2 separate regions of the Hordeum vulgare genome follow, and region 2 is linked to region 1. The links are chromatin contacts, called in public Hi-C maps. All regions are on one chromosome and are shown on one strand. Each heading gives the region's core, a stretch centred on a gene start, on an enhancer-like site or on the middle of the called end of the contact. The rest is flanking DNA. Distances are from core to core; before and after follow the strand shown. Region 1 holds the start of LOC123407867 (flavonoid 3'-monooxygenase CYP75B137-like). Region 2 holds the start of LOC123408507 (ER lumen protein-retaining receptor erd-2.2-like).

Region 1 (7,047 bases), core at 4,311-6,810:
CTATTGTGCGCTAATAGTCGTTTTGCAAAGGGGGCACATACCCCTCCTCAATGATATCATTCTAATCTTCAGGCATAAGCGAAGGTGGCACAAGATCCTCGCATAGACGTTCTAAAGCCCCATCCCTAGTGCATTTATATCAGTCATTCATCAGTTTCACTGCTGCAATCTTTCTTACCATCTCCATGGCCCACTCAGCCTCTAAATCTAACAGATCATTCATAGATTTTGAAACTTCCTGCCCATTACTACCTAGTGATACTCCAAGTTTGCTCGCATTTAAAATTATATATTCTTTAGAAAAATGCAAAATAGAACAGCTGGTATCAATAGACATACCTGTAGAGGTCTTGATGTCGCGAATCTTAGTCGCTCGCATGGCACGGCCCATGTGTAGCTCGTCGACATTTGGCTGAGCTTGTAGGCGAGCACTCGATCGCCTAGCCCTAGTCGCCGGGTCTGGAATGCCTCCAAACTCGATGACCTCCTCAGTATAAGGCCCCGTCAGACAATGACCGCCTGCCACATGTCCAACTTGGCCATCCCATACGCCACCACCTATCGCACACCTGGTGTGCTAGCCTGTCCAACCGATTTGTTGGGTGTCGTGAAGTGGTCACCTCCCATGCTAGACGCACCTGCCGCTGGACTCGATACCTTCGAGTCCACTCCCGTGACAGTCGTGGTCTGGTCTCCTCCCACCCCGATAACCGAGTGCGTCGTCATGGAAACGATGGTTGTTGGTCGCCCGCCTGTGGCCCAGCCGCTGCCACCACTCCTTGGCTGGCAGTTTCCCTCGACGACATCGACTGTGAAGCAAGTGGTCAGTCAGGAGATCGCGTGGCAGAGCTCACAATAGTAAAGGGTAAATCAATAGCCGAAAACTGCTGCGCACCAGAACCTCTCGGGGTCTTCGAAGGTGAAATCAGAGGTGACTCCAGTTCAACCGGATGCTCCCTCTCCACCCTGGCACCCCATAGTCTGCTAGGATCCTAAGAAGGCCCAAAGGAACCAAACCTCAACTGATGTGTGAAATACGAACCGAGAGGATGCTTCCTGGTAGAATCATTCTCCTTCGGCTTGTCAGTAGATGTTCATCCTGTGTCAGTGCCATCCCTCGGCTTCGTCCCCTTGTCTAGGTTCCCTTCCACTCCATGCCCCTCGCCCGTGTCCATGTCAACGTGCTTGGACAACTCGTTAAAGTCCTCACTCTCCGCTAACTCAATATCCAGGTCAAAACTCCTGCCATCATACATCCATCTGACGGTGTCGGGAATATGCTCAACACTGATCACAGAAACGAGCAGGCGAGCGATTCCCTGAGCCCGTGTGAAAGGCATGTCTGCCTTCTCAGTCTTACCAATCAAAGAACCGAGGCTCCAGGTTACCACGAAATCATCTAAAGCCTGATGTGGTGCTCTAGTGAACCGGACCCAAAGCTACATGAGAGGAGTGCCCTCAGGTTCCTTCTGCATCCATGCGTCAAACTCCAAAACACAAGTGATGTTTGGAACTCTACTCATCCCAAACTTAAATAAGCAACCTGGCAAGATCCTCCTTAGTAGGAAACTCGACCCTGAAAACCTGCTCATCAAGCTTGATCGGATCCCACTCGAAAGTAGCAGAAACTAGCTCACGCAGACACTGCACAATCTGTTCAATGGTCATTGTTACACGAGTAACCCTAACCACCCCCGTCCTGGAACTCTCCGGAGCCTGTGTAGCCGCCCTGGGTGACTCGGAGAACATAAGCTCTGGGCAACATGCCCCGTAGATTGTAACCAACGGTTTTGGCTTTTGTAGCAAGGGACACTCTCCTGTCTCATGCTTGGGCTTACGACATATGTCACAAAGCTCAATCGCGCATTCTGCCAAAAAATGTCCCGGTCCGCCGCAATCGTAACATGTCATCTTTTCCTTTTTCTGAGCCCACTTGGAAGCTCTATCACCCTTGGACTTATCACTGGCTTTATCCGAAGTGGCATCTCTAGTAGCACCCGCCGGGACGCTGGGCACATCGACCACCGCGAGAGCACGTACCGTTTCTAGGGTGGCACTCGATACAGCTCCATTGTCTGCGGCCTCCGCAGTCTTTGTCACCGGCGCTTTATAGCCCGCCCCTTGTGTAGTCTGTGCCGGAGGATCGACTGTCGGTGGGATAGGGCCTCGTGGTCGTCGTCCACCACCCAGCCCCCAGTAGTTAGGGCAGTATGCCGACCGGTTTTGGTTGACCGGATCGGACGCTCCTTCGACGAACGGACCTGGGAGTCCATTGAAACCCAGTTGCCGCCATCTCCGCAATCACCGCATGTCGAAGAGGAGCCTCGGTGCACTTCGTTGCCATACGCACTGTACCCATCATCACCCCAACGGTCGCCTCAAAAGCTTCTGCCATCGTTCTGCGGATGCTCACGGCCCCCGCCATAGTTCCCGCGATCTCGAGCTGCGTGAAGAGCATCGTCGCGCCCGAGTCCCCCGTACGCGCCTGGTCCTGCCGGCGCCTTGGGAGGTGGTTGCGCGTTGCCTCTTCCCACCATGGCCGGCGCCACCACCTACGGTGCACGAACTCGGGCTGCTCTGCCCGGACCTAGTCGAGGAAAGCCCGGCACGTTCCTCCGGCGGCTAGCCCTAGGCGGTGAAGGAGCCGACCCTGCGTGAACCGACTGCAGTGCAGATTCGGCATCGATACAAGGAAACGACCCGAGCCCAGCTTGGGCCTCATGATGGGCCACATACCCATCATCTGCGAGGCCCACGACTGTCTCAAATGGCTGCGGCCCAACTAGGCCCAGCAAGAAATTCAAACGTTGTGATCTGATCTCCGAGATTGGGATCGCCGGCGCCGGTGAGGCCGCCTCCGGCGGGCACTTTTTTTCTTCTTTCGTGCAGTATGCCACGCGGATGGATGTATGCAATCAGCAATGGTTAATTTTTGCAGTCGCACCTTCGGAATTGGTCCATGCCACGGTCGGATCGCCAGCGCCGCCGTCCTCCGCCGCCGTGCCATCTCCAGCTTGTTCGCCGCCGTCAATCTTTGCCACACCAGATCCTTCTTCGAGACCTTAGTCTTGACGCAGCTGGCTATGCACTTAACGCAAATGTCGTCCGATGGCGTCGGTGAAGCCACCTCCGGCGAATCCACTGTTGTGGCCTCCTCCCCGTCATCCTCCTCGTCGCCGGCATCGGCCAGTATCCAGAAGCGCCCCCTGGTCGAGTGGTTGCGGCCCGACCAGCTGCTCGGGAGGGTACCGGCCTCTTGATCCCCGTTGGCTGGGGTTGGAGGATGGTGTTGCCATAGAATTAAATGAAGGGAAAGAGAATTGAGTATCATATTATAGTATTATATCATCTTAAACCATGTGCTACTATGTGTCATGCATGACAATAAATAAACTATTCTTTTGATATTAACATATGATATTATTCATTACAACCTGACTAAGAAACACACAATTGCAACTGTAGAAAAGCAAACTTTTGTTTGGAGCACCAACAGCACGAGAGGGGAAATGTGTTGCATGGTGCCATTATGACATAGAGCACCGACTCCATTAACGGAATCGAGCACGGACTCATGGTCATGGAGTAGGACCAGCTATCTATGTGGAATAGAGCTCGGGTCTGGAAAGCCTCGGCGTGGGAACGGCGACCAGCGGCGTGGCCTTCTTCATGACGATGCCGAACTTCTCCGTCAGGTCCAGCGCCGTTCCCTCCGGCAGCTCCCAGTCGAAGGCCTGCAGCAGCATGGCCAGCGAGTATGCCGTCATCCTCTCGGCCATGGCGATGCCCGCGCAGATCCTCCTGCCGGACCCGAACGGCACGTAGTCCAGCTCGCTGCCGGTGAAGTCCACCTTCCGCCCGCCGTCGCCATCGCTGGCCTGAGAAGCGAACCTCTCCGGGATGAACTTCGCCGGATCCTTCCATGCCGCGGGGTCCCTCATGATCGCCCATGCGTTCACGAACACGCGGCTGCCCGCCGGGACGCGGTGGCCGCCGACGGTCGTGTCTTCGTTGGGGCAGTGCGGCACCATGAGCGGCAGCGCCGGATGCAGCCGGAGCGTCTCCTTGACCACCAGATGCAGATAGTGCAGCTGCGGGAGATGCGATTCCTCCACCACGCCGTCGATCCCAACCACCTCGTCGAGTTCCTCCTGCACCTTCCGCAGTATCCGCAGGTTTTGTAGCATCTCCGCCATGGCCCATTCCACCGTGTTCGACGTCGTCTCTGTCCCCCCGACCACCATATCCTATCATCATCACAGGACACATGCACGTAAAAAAAAACAATTAAGCGTGAGAGTAGGTGTACGGAACTTGGGACTGCTAATTAATGGAGCTACCGAGTGGCTGATTGGTTACCATGAGAAGGGCCTTCACGTTGGTCATGGTGAAGGCTGTTTTCCCGTCGCCACCTTCCTTCTCCATCTTGAGCATGTATTCGAGGAAGTCTTCTGCCGTGTCGCCCCCGGCCTGGTCGGTCTCGACCCTCTTCTCTATGATTCTGCCAAAGATGTTGTCGAACCGCTCCTTGAGCGCGTCCGACTTCTTCCGGATTCCCTGCAGGTCGAACGGCGCCAGCGCAGGGAAGAAGTCTGACACGTTAGGCGCGCCTAGCATCTCTGTGATCTCCGCAACAAGCTCCCGGAACTCCTTGCCCACCGCCGTCCGCTCGCTCTCGGTCCCTATGTTGCCGCCCCACAGCGTGCCAGTGATGACGTTCATGGTAGTGAGGAACATCTGCGCGCCGACGTCAACCGGCTTGCCGGCGCTGGCCATGGAGTGCAGGTGCGCAAGCGTGGCCCTGAACTCGCGGCGGCGGAGGCCGTGCACATTCTGCAAGCCAGCGGGGCTGAGCATCTCGCGGACGCAGACGCGGCGGAGCAGGCGCCAGGTGGGGCCGACGGGGTTCCAGACGATGTTCTGACCGCCGCCGTAGGAGATGGAGCGCGCGGCGTCCGGGATGTCCCGGTTGGAGAAGACGAGGTCGTTGTCGCGCAGCACCTCGCGGGCCAGCGCCGGGGAGGTGATGACAATTCCCAGCTTGGAGCCGAGTCGGATGGAGAAGATGGGGCCGTACTTGTTGGCGAGGCCGGCGAAGTAGGTGTGCAGGTCCGGGTCGAGGGACAGGAGGCTGCCCAAGAGCGGCAGGCCCCTCGGGCCCGGCGGCAGGCCGCCTTCGCCCCTGCCGCGGCCACGCCGGAGGGTGGCAACGTAGAGGAAGGCGGCCACGAGCAGCGCCCCGTAGAGCAGCGTCGTCGAGGTGGCCGCGTCCATGGCTGCGCACGCTGCGGTAGTGGTAGCTAGGGACTGAGACAAGGAGAAACAGGCAGCGATGGTGCGTGGCGGATCCTGGCTGGGTGTATGGGCAAGGCGGTGTTTTCCCCTTGCCAACCTCGAATAGGAGTTGGCGTGTGGACGGGAGTAGCAAAGAATGGGGATCTCGCGTTTGTCTCGTCCCGGCAACGAGCTGCCAGCTCGTGGAGGGAAAATGCGAGGAACGCTCGCCTTTGACATCCACGCAAACCTTATCATTTGCTCTGCCAAATGCAGCGATTAATGGCTGTGCGGCTGATATCGACTAATTTATGGGATGCGGGCAGTGCGTGCTTCCGATCGAGATCGACTTGATTGGCATCTTCAGATGTGGACTGGAGCAGCAAGAGCGGGATGCCTCGCTTGTCACCCTCCGGCAGCGGCCGGCTGCTGCCGGCCGGAGACAAATAATCATGTTCGAAGTTGAAAACAAGAAAGACACTCAACCGATACAAAATAGTATTTTTTTATCTAAATAATAGAAAAAAAAATCGTTAATCTTTACTGATTTTGGATTTGAAAAAAAAGAGAATTATTTATAAAAGGAAAAAGTCTGAAAAAAACCTTGAATTCGTACCCCAAGTCTGAATCAAACCCTGAATTGAGAATCCCTGAAATCGTCACCTTGTCTTTCTTAATCCCGGTTTATCCCAGTCCATTAGTGCTAACAGCTGGTTTGGGGCGTTGGGATTGCTGACGTTGCTAGGATTAGGAATTTTTTTTAAGGCAGGATTAGGAGTTAACTGCACGGATTATGGACGGACTGTGGGCCTCTTTGGGTATTTACGTACTGTAAGTTGCAACGGTGGAAAGAACAGAGCTTCAGTAGGGGAACCATATTAGGACTGGTCCGTCGGCCGGCGATGACGACGACGGCAGCGGCGGCGGCGACGGCCGTGATGTCTTCCTCCCCCACCCCTTCCGCGCGTGCGTCGTAGTTAGGTGAAGGTGCTGGAGACGTGGAAGCATCCATGAAATTGTAAGCTTCAAATCATCTGTACAAATTCCTCCTTCTCCTTCTTTCTATTTCTAATGGTACAACTACTGCTCTATCTCAAGGATGCAATCAGGAGGTTTGAAGTTGCAGGAGATGATGGCTGGCAACCATGAATGGAACAGGGCAGACAATTGGAACAGAGGATGCACTGAGACAACTAGTTCTGGAGAAGAATGCAGAGATTAAAGCAATCAGTGCAAGATGTGATAGTTTGGAGAGAAAAGCAGTGTCCAACTTGAGAAAGCAACAGGAAGTGCTATTTATGTGATATGTTACTCATAAGATATCACATAAACAGTTAGTAAATTTGTGAAAATATATGAACATGTTCTCAACAGCATACATGACATTTCAGCTTACAAAAACACAGTATGAATAAGCCAAATTAACAAGCAATTGATTAATATGCTAACAGAGTGACATAACCTGCAAAAGAACATAACCAGAGTGACATAACTTGTAAAATCACTAGTCGAGAGTGACAAAAACAAAAGTACATAGCAGTTCAATAATATGCTAACAGAAAATCACTACTCCATCATATCAGTTCTGTTTTTTTGTAGCCTTCCTCTTCCGACCATTTGTTCCTGCTTGAGCTTGAACTTCTTCTATGCTCTTAGCTTGCTGGCTTGCTCTGATTTGAGCATCAGTGTTTGCTTGCTGTTAAAAAAAATATGACAGTACATAAGCATGTGAATGCACAAGTAATTAAAAAAAGGCAAAACCATTTGAAACAA
Region 2 (7,190 bases), core at 1,552-4,051, 320 kb after region 1:
GGTCCCCTGGCCACGGCGCTGCTGTCGCGAGGGGGAGGAAGCCCTCCTCTGCGCAGCACACCCACGAACTCTGCACTTTGCAGAACAAGCCGCTACTACTGCATCCTTCCATGCTGCTGCTATTGAACAGAGAAAGTACGCACCACGGCGGACCCGAGCCGATCTGCGGAGGAGGAAGGAAGGGGGGAGGCGCGGCCTCACCTTTGGGGGAAGAGGGGGCGCCGATCTGACGGAGAGGAAGCCAGACCGGGGAAAGAAGACGAGCCGAAGAAGTTCCTCCGTAGACCGAAGAAGAGGACGCAGTTCGCCCGGTTCGCTCCGTTGACGAGGACGAGCTCGACGGGAGGGTCGCTCCCCGGGGCTCCTAGCGCCGAGAATGGGTCGCGGGGAACCACCCCGAGCCCCTGGACATGACGGCCGTGCCGCCCGACGACGCACGCGGGGTAGACGCCGGCGAACTCTCTCTTCTCTGAACTCTCTGCTACCTACAGGAAGCCTACCTGGGGAGGAAAGGAAGAGATGGAGGGGGAGGAAGGAGATGGCGGCGGCAGGAGGAAACCCTATTCGAGGGGGAGAGGGCACGGACGCCAACGCATATATAAGGGGGACCTCGACGTTGCTGCTCACGGTGTCAACTCGCCTCTCTCTCTCTCTGGTTCTGACGGAAAACAACACACGCGGGGGGGGGGGAGACGGCGTCAGGAAGGAGGGGGGCTGCTTGCCTGGGCTCCTCGCGCTGGGAGGGAGACCTACTGGGCCAGCACGGGAGGAAGACCTACTGGGCCAGGGAAGGGAAGGAGGAATTTTGACATGAGATAATAGGAGGAACAAGGATTTAAAATAGCTAAGAGCTTTTGAAATCCTAGCACTCACTCCTACCCACACCACCAACACACATGCATCACAAGATAGTGCAATACCACAACATAATCCTAGCAAGATCACATGCAATCATAACACCACAAACACTAACTCCTAGTAAGAACATATGCCCACATGATCATGACATAGAAACAAGGTATGGTAAATAATGATATGGCATGGATGCATGCATGCAAAGAAAAACTGAAAATAAGAGTCACATGAAATCACAAGATCAAGGAGATGACATGTTATGTTATGCTAAGCATGCATGCAAGGAAGATATGCAAGGGACACAGGGTGGCACAGGAAATCATAGACACAAGTGACATCCTCATATCTCTGACAGGGTGGACCCACATGCAACAGGTTCCAAATAGGGAAGGTTCCACACTTGGGGCATTACAGGAGCGCCTCGACGTCGAGGGGCGCATCCCGAAGCCATGTCGAATCGTCGACGATGAAGGAGAGTGCGCCGAAGAGGATCTCATGACCCATGCACAAATCTCCGCCGGACGACATGATGAAAAGATAAAATCGCAAACTCGCCGGAAGTCGCTTAGACGCGTGCCCCACGGTGGGCGCCAACTGTCGTGGGTATAAGTCTAGCAGTAGAAGTGTAGGATACGAAAGGATGGGCAGAGCCTTAGCTACGGCGAGGATGTATGAGTTCAGGCCCCTCTACGGTGGAGGTAAAAGCCCTACGTCTCAGTGCTCTTGGGAGCTTAGTGTCGAGTGGATTATAGGGTTACAACAAGTGCCAACCCCTGCACCAGTGGGGAAGGACAACTTATATAGAGTGCGCTGCCCTTCATAATGGCCCGGTGAACAGGGATGTAATAGTGGCGAATAAATGCCTATGTTACAGGTAACGTAAGCCTTAAATGTTAATAATGGTGTATGAAAACGTATGACCGTTGCCCTCCTAGGAGGTTACAATGTACAGAATGGATTCCAGTCGGTACGTTAAATATGCTCCGAGTGCTCGTCGCCGACTGGATGATGGAGACGTCCTTGGTTCAGTCGGAACTGTCTAGGGGCCTAGGACCTATAGGACAGGCCTATGACCCTACCCTGGGACTATAACACCATCATGTCTTCTGTTCTTTTTTTTAGTGGTAGTAGATAAAAAAAAACCTTTTTAACACGATATTAGTGTCGTATGAAAAAGCTTGGACTGCGGGAGTACTGTCTACAGCGAGCCGCTCGGCATGGCACGGCCGACGCGACTTCCCCCCTTCCTCCCACGCAGGGCAGGCACGGGACGGCAGGCAGGTGGTTTGGTTCACGCCACGGAGCTTTACACCAACCGACCCATCCGGCACGGCTATGTAGCACAACTGAACATGAACATGGATGGGTCGAACCACGCAAGTCGAGCTGCCACGGCAAGGTGGAGAAGAACCGGGCCCGGATGACATGGCGTTGGAGCTCATCCATTGGTGGAAGTCGCCGTCTCGCAGTGCTCCGCACTCCACTCCACGAGGTCCTCTCGAGGCCTCCGTGCGAGTCGCCGTCGTCGCTCCCCACCCAGCTAAGGTCCTCGAGGGAGGCGCATTAACAATGGAAAATTCTATCCAACACGCTCAGGTCAAACACCAGATCGTTCAGCTCAGCCGCCCAGCCGCCCGATCGGTCCAGGTAGATCGGTCAGATGGCTTAACCCGGCCTACTCCCGTCGATCGACCCACTCGCCAGGCCGAACCCCCCACCTACGCGAACCAAACTTAGGAACCATATCCTGAAATGCAAATACTGATTGATTGCCTAAATCCATCTAATTCTATCCATTAATTGGATTGGAGGCACGTTATTAGTGGTGTATAATAACGCCAAAATCTGCTAAGAACCGGTGACTCATCAGAGCAAAGATAAGCATCGCATTTATCCTACGTTTCCATATAGGAGCAGTACGTGCCTGATCTCCCTCCCGAGGCGACGACACGAAACGGTTGCAGCTGCACCAAACCCAGCCCGACCCGTCCGGACCTTTACTCGACCACCACCACAGTACCCGTACCACGCCACACCCGTCCATCCCCCTCTCCTGCAAAACCGAAGGCCGGACCGGACCAGACCAGACCGCACGCGCTGCAAACAAGCCCTTCTCCGACTCCGATCGTGCTCGCTCGCCGCCGGTACTAGTCTAGAGCAGCGGGGAGGAGGAGATGAGGGCGTCGCGGAAGCCGATGGCGGTGGTGCTGAGCTGGGTGCGGAGGCAGCCGCCCAAGGTCAAGGCCTTCCTCGCCGTCGTCGCGGGCATGACCGCGCTCGTCTTCATCCGCTTCATCGTCCACGACCACGACAACCTCTTCGTCGCCGCCGAGGCAGCGCACGCGCTCGGCATCGCCGTGCTCATCTACAAGCTCACCAAGGAGAAGACCTGCGCTGGTTCGCTCGCTGCCCCCCCCTTCCTTCTCTTCTCTTCTGTTGCCCCCCTTTCTCCAAAGCTATCCTTTCGATCCGTCCAGCTAGCCTCACTTCACCGCGGTCTGATCTGATTTCTTCAAAGCTATTGCCCTTTTCCTTCCTTTACGGGTCACCTTTGTGCTGAAAACACATGGATTTTTTTTTTCTTTCCTTTTGGAATCATGAACCTGATTTGTCGACGGACCTAGGCAGTACTTCTGTGCTTTTGTGGGGGTCAGGCCGATGAAATTATGAATCCACGGTTTTGCTATCACGTACTACTATGAGAAGTAACTGTTTCTTGGACACTGTCTACGACTTGCGCTGCGTGGTGCATTGCAAGGCAGTGCAATACTAATGCTACGTACATACTGATTTGAGGAAGTCTGAAATTCTGGTGTAGCCATTTCGCTGGATGTGTGCAAAGTGCAAAAAGAATGTGCCTGTTCCATCTAACTGCCCTGGCCCGTTCCCGTGTCTCTTAACTGCATCTGTGTACTATAGAGGTCTTGGTGCGAAATGCAGGAAATTCATGCTGTATGCCCGTTCTATGAATGTGGTTCCATAACATTCTAGCAGATTGTTCTGATCGCTATGGTGTATGTGGTAGTGCATAAAGTGTTTGTTTGGACCATTTCATCTCTTGGAGCTTCAGTCCCTACTGGAACACCTGTCCCTCTCATGTTGCTGTTCGTAAGAAACTTTCCTGCTTTATTTGTTGGAATGACTTTGTCCCTAGATGCTGTTTTGGTGACGTGGATAGTGCAAACTCAGGCACTATTTGCATGAGAAAAAGAACCAACAAACATGCTCTTCATACACATCAGCATCATTCCATTCTTGTAATTTGTCTTTCGGATCCTTATTAGGAACATAGGTGTGCCCCTTTGGTTCTTCGACTGATTAAGATGCATGTTTTTCTTTGCGGAAAGTGAGCTCCTTTGTTCTTCGTCTGTTTAAGATGCATGTTTTCTTTGCGAAATGAAGCAGCTCTAGCAGAGCTAGAAATGGAAGCCAAAGCAGCATCGTCTAACTTCTTCCAGACAGCGGGCTAGGAAATTTTAGTTGATCTACTCTTATGTTTGCTGCGGTAGTTTAGGTAACTGTGGCATTATATTAAGAGACATGATCGACTCCTCTTTTTTGCTGCATGTCACTGAATGATTTCTCTTTTTCTTAGTGTGTCTGCTGCTCATGTTGCTGCCTGTCTTTTAGCTGTTTGAATGTTATGACCAGGTTTATGTTTCATCACCTGATACAAGATACAAGGAAAATTTCTATGCTCAAGCTCTGAAAATTTTGTATACAACTATGCACATGGATAATTTGTATGGTCACAGAATCTGCCTTCTCACATATCTCTGGTACTCCCTCCGATCCGAATTAATTGACGCAGCCTCTATATAATGTTCATTTTATATTATATAGAGGTTGCGTCATTTAATTCGGATCGGAGGGAGTAATAAAGTTTCTTAGATAATGGAATCTATGTACCAGGTTTTCATTAACGAGAAACCGGGTCTGTACTGATAGTGAAGTGCATACAGATGACTGATCTGCTGTAATAAAACACACTAACTGCCATATCGGTGTGATAAATTTGCTTATTTTTCCTTTTGTGTAGTTTGTTCGTGCTAATTGCTTTGTAATCCATATACATGCTCTAACTAACCCTCTTTCTTAAATTCTTGCAGGACTTTCACTCAAGTCTCAGGATTTGACAGCATTGTTCCTGGCCGTTAGGTTGTACTGCAGCTTTGTTATGGAGTATGACATCCATACAATACTGGATTCAGCTACACTAGTAGCTACTCTTTTTGTCATTTACATGATTCGGTTCAGACTGAGGTCAACTTATATGCTGGACAAGGACAATTTTTCATTGCTCTACGTGGTAAGAATTCAACTTTTAAACTATAAAACTGCGAGGATTTAGTCCATTAGACATTGGTCGATTATGGGGTCTCATTTCTTGTGTCACCTCTTCGACTTAAGTTTTCTCACTACCAAGGCCATTTCCTGGTTGTATGTTTTAGGTCCACAAGATGTCAGTATCACTTTCTAAAAGAGTTGTATCTTTGTCCCTTGTGGTAGCTAGTTTTGCATGTTAATCTGTTTATCTTGTGAACTTCCTTTTACTGCCGCCAGTACTAACTTATTATACTTACTGTCCAGGTTATACCATGTTGTGTGCTGGCGTTTCTTGCGCATCCTTCAACATCACATATCATGATCAATAGGATCTGCTGGGCTTTCTGTGTTTACTTGGAAGCTGTTTCAGTGCTGCCCCAGTTGCGCTTGATGCAAAACACAAAGGTAACTGTTAAAGCACGCATAGACCCTTGGATGCAGAATTGAATGGTCAAATTTATCTAACTTTTAAGATATGTTTTCGAGCAGATTGTTGAACCATTCACAGCTCATTATGTGTTTGCATTGGGTGTGGCAAGGTTCCTTAGCTGTGCACACTGGGTCCTTCAGGTTCTTTACCCTATCTTTTTCTTCTTGAAAATGTACAATTTTAGTGTCTCTGTTGGCACCAAAGCGCCAATACAAACTGCTTTCTGACCATTTACATAAATATTTGAAAAGAGTGGTCCAAAGTCCAGATACTTTAGGTGAACAAAGCATAACAGTGAAAACATAGTTTTACTACGCCTTAAAATAAAATGGCACCTCTTGTTGCCGTTTACTGTTTACGCCATTAAGTAGAAATTCACATAATCAAATGTTTTTAATCGAGGTAAATTTCCATTTGTTGCTATCATGATCGCCCATGTTCATGCCTGATTTAACATATCCCAGGAAATCATAATTCTATCTAGTTGCATGTTGGATGGTATCGGTATCTTCTCAGTATCTGCACATTTAGCTGCATCATTTTTTAAGAAAAATGTTACTTTTAATGAATGGAATAATAGCATGCTTATCCATTGGGTTTGAAAATATGGTAGACTAAATCCATGTCGCAGAATTCAACGATTCATGACTGTGTGAGTCCATCTAAACTAAGTAATGGTACTTGTGTTTTTAGGTCTTGGATACTCGTGGCAGATTATTGACTGCTCTGGGCTATGGTTTTTGGCCATCGATGGTGCTCCTCTCTGAAATCGTCCAGACGTTCATCCTTGCAGATTTCTGCTACTACTATGTGAAGAGGTACATACTCTTAGCTTCCGCTGTCGCTTTGGCAAACCGTTTAACATGCGATAACCTGTGACTTGTTGTGGCACAGTCTTGCTGGTGGACAACTAGTGCTGCGACTTCCTTCTGGGGTGGTGTAAAATCTGGAACATGATGCACAACTCATTTGTTCGGTGCTGTGTCTTACTGTCGAACAGTGGCCCTGCTTCTGGAGCCCAACCTTCTCTCTTCCCATGTGGGATGGATTCAAGAGTCCTGTTGCTTTTCTTTTTCCAGTTATAAACTGTTTGGTAAAAATTGTACCGGAGACTGTTGGTCGTGAAGCGTAGGCTGTTGAGAACACTATCTATAGCTGACTATTTATCCAGACTAGTTTTCAAGTACTTGCCTACTTACATGCTCAATCATCCCAATTCCGGATTGGGGAGGCCATGAGATCCTCCATTTTCGATGGTCATGGTCTCTTTGATTTGTGTTGATCTGGTGTTGTAGCTCTAAGCATTGGACTGGCCAGGGTTCCAGCTGGAGCCAACATCTCCAGTTTTTGTATGGGCCTTGGATTCAGAGAGTTTGCTCAGGCTAGATATAGGATGGTGGTTGGCGGGATTGGCCTTTTGTCACGTTATTTGTTCGGTTTGTTTCACTAAGAAAAGGGTTTGATTTTGTTTAGTTTTTCAGTTCAATCTTTTGTCAAACTTTGCAGTTTTTGTCGCTGACAAGCTTCAGCAATGCCATCTGGTAGAGGCTAGGGTTCTATCAGGTCTCGGATGTAGGTT

Evidence for each region. A called contact is a pair of places that touch in the nucleus more often than the background predicts.
Region 2: a Hi-C map of seedling shows a contact between it and region 1, with 3 times the contacts expected there. The contact joins the promoter of LOC123408507 here to the promoter of LOC123407867 in region 1. A contact is called at or near these places in 1 of 6 Hi-C or Micro-C datasets (seedling) and 1 of 1 datasets of contacts at active chromatin or transcription factors (embryo).

What each region holds. Positions count from the first base shown.
Region 1 is chr7H:235,485,507-235,492,553 of MorexV3_pseudomolecules_assembly, forward strand. It overlaps LOC123407867 (flavonoid 3'-monooxygenase CYP75B137-like), which reads right to left and starts at 5,561. Exons shown (of 2, transcript XM_045101103.1): 1 at 4,360-5,561; 2 at 3,386-4,247. The coding sequence starts at 5,532. The coding sequence ends at 3,600.
Region 2 is chr7H:235,805,061-235,812,250 of MorexV3_pseudomolecules_assembly, forward strand. LOC123408507 (ER lumen protein-retaining receptor erd-2.2-like) reads left to right here and starts at 2,802. Exons shown (of 6, transcript XM_045101599.1): 1 at 2,802-3,252; 2 at 4,965-5,164; 3 at 5,446-5,586; 4 at 5,671-5,751; 5 at 6,305-6,429; 6 at 6,506-6,797. The coding sequence starts at 3,030. The coding sequence ends at 6,554.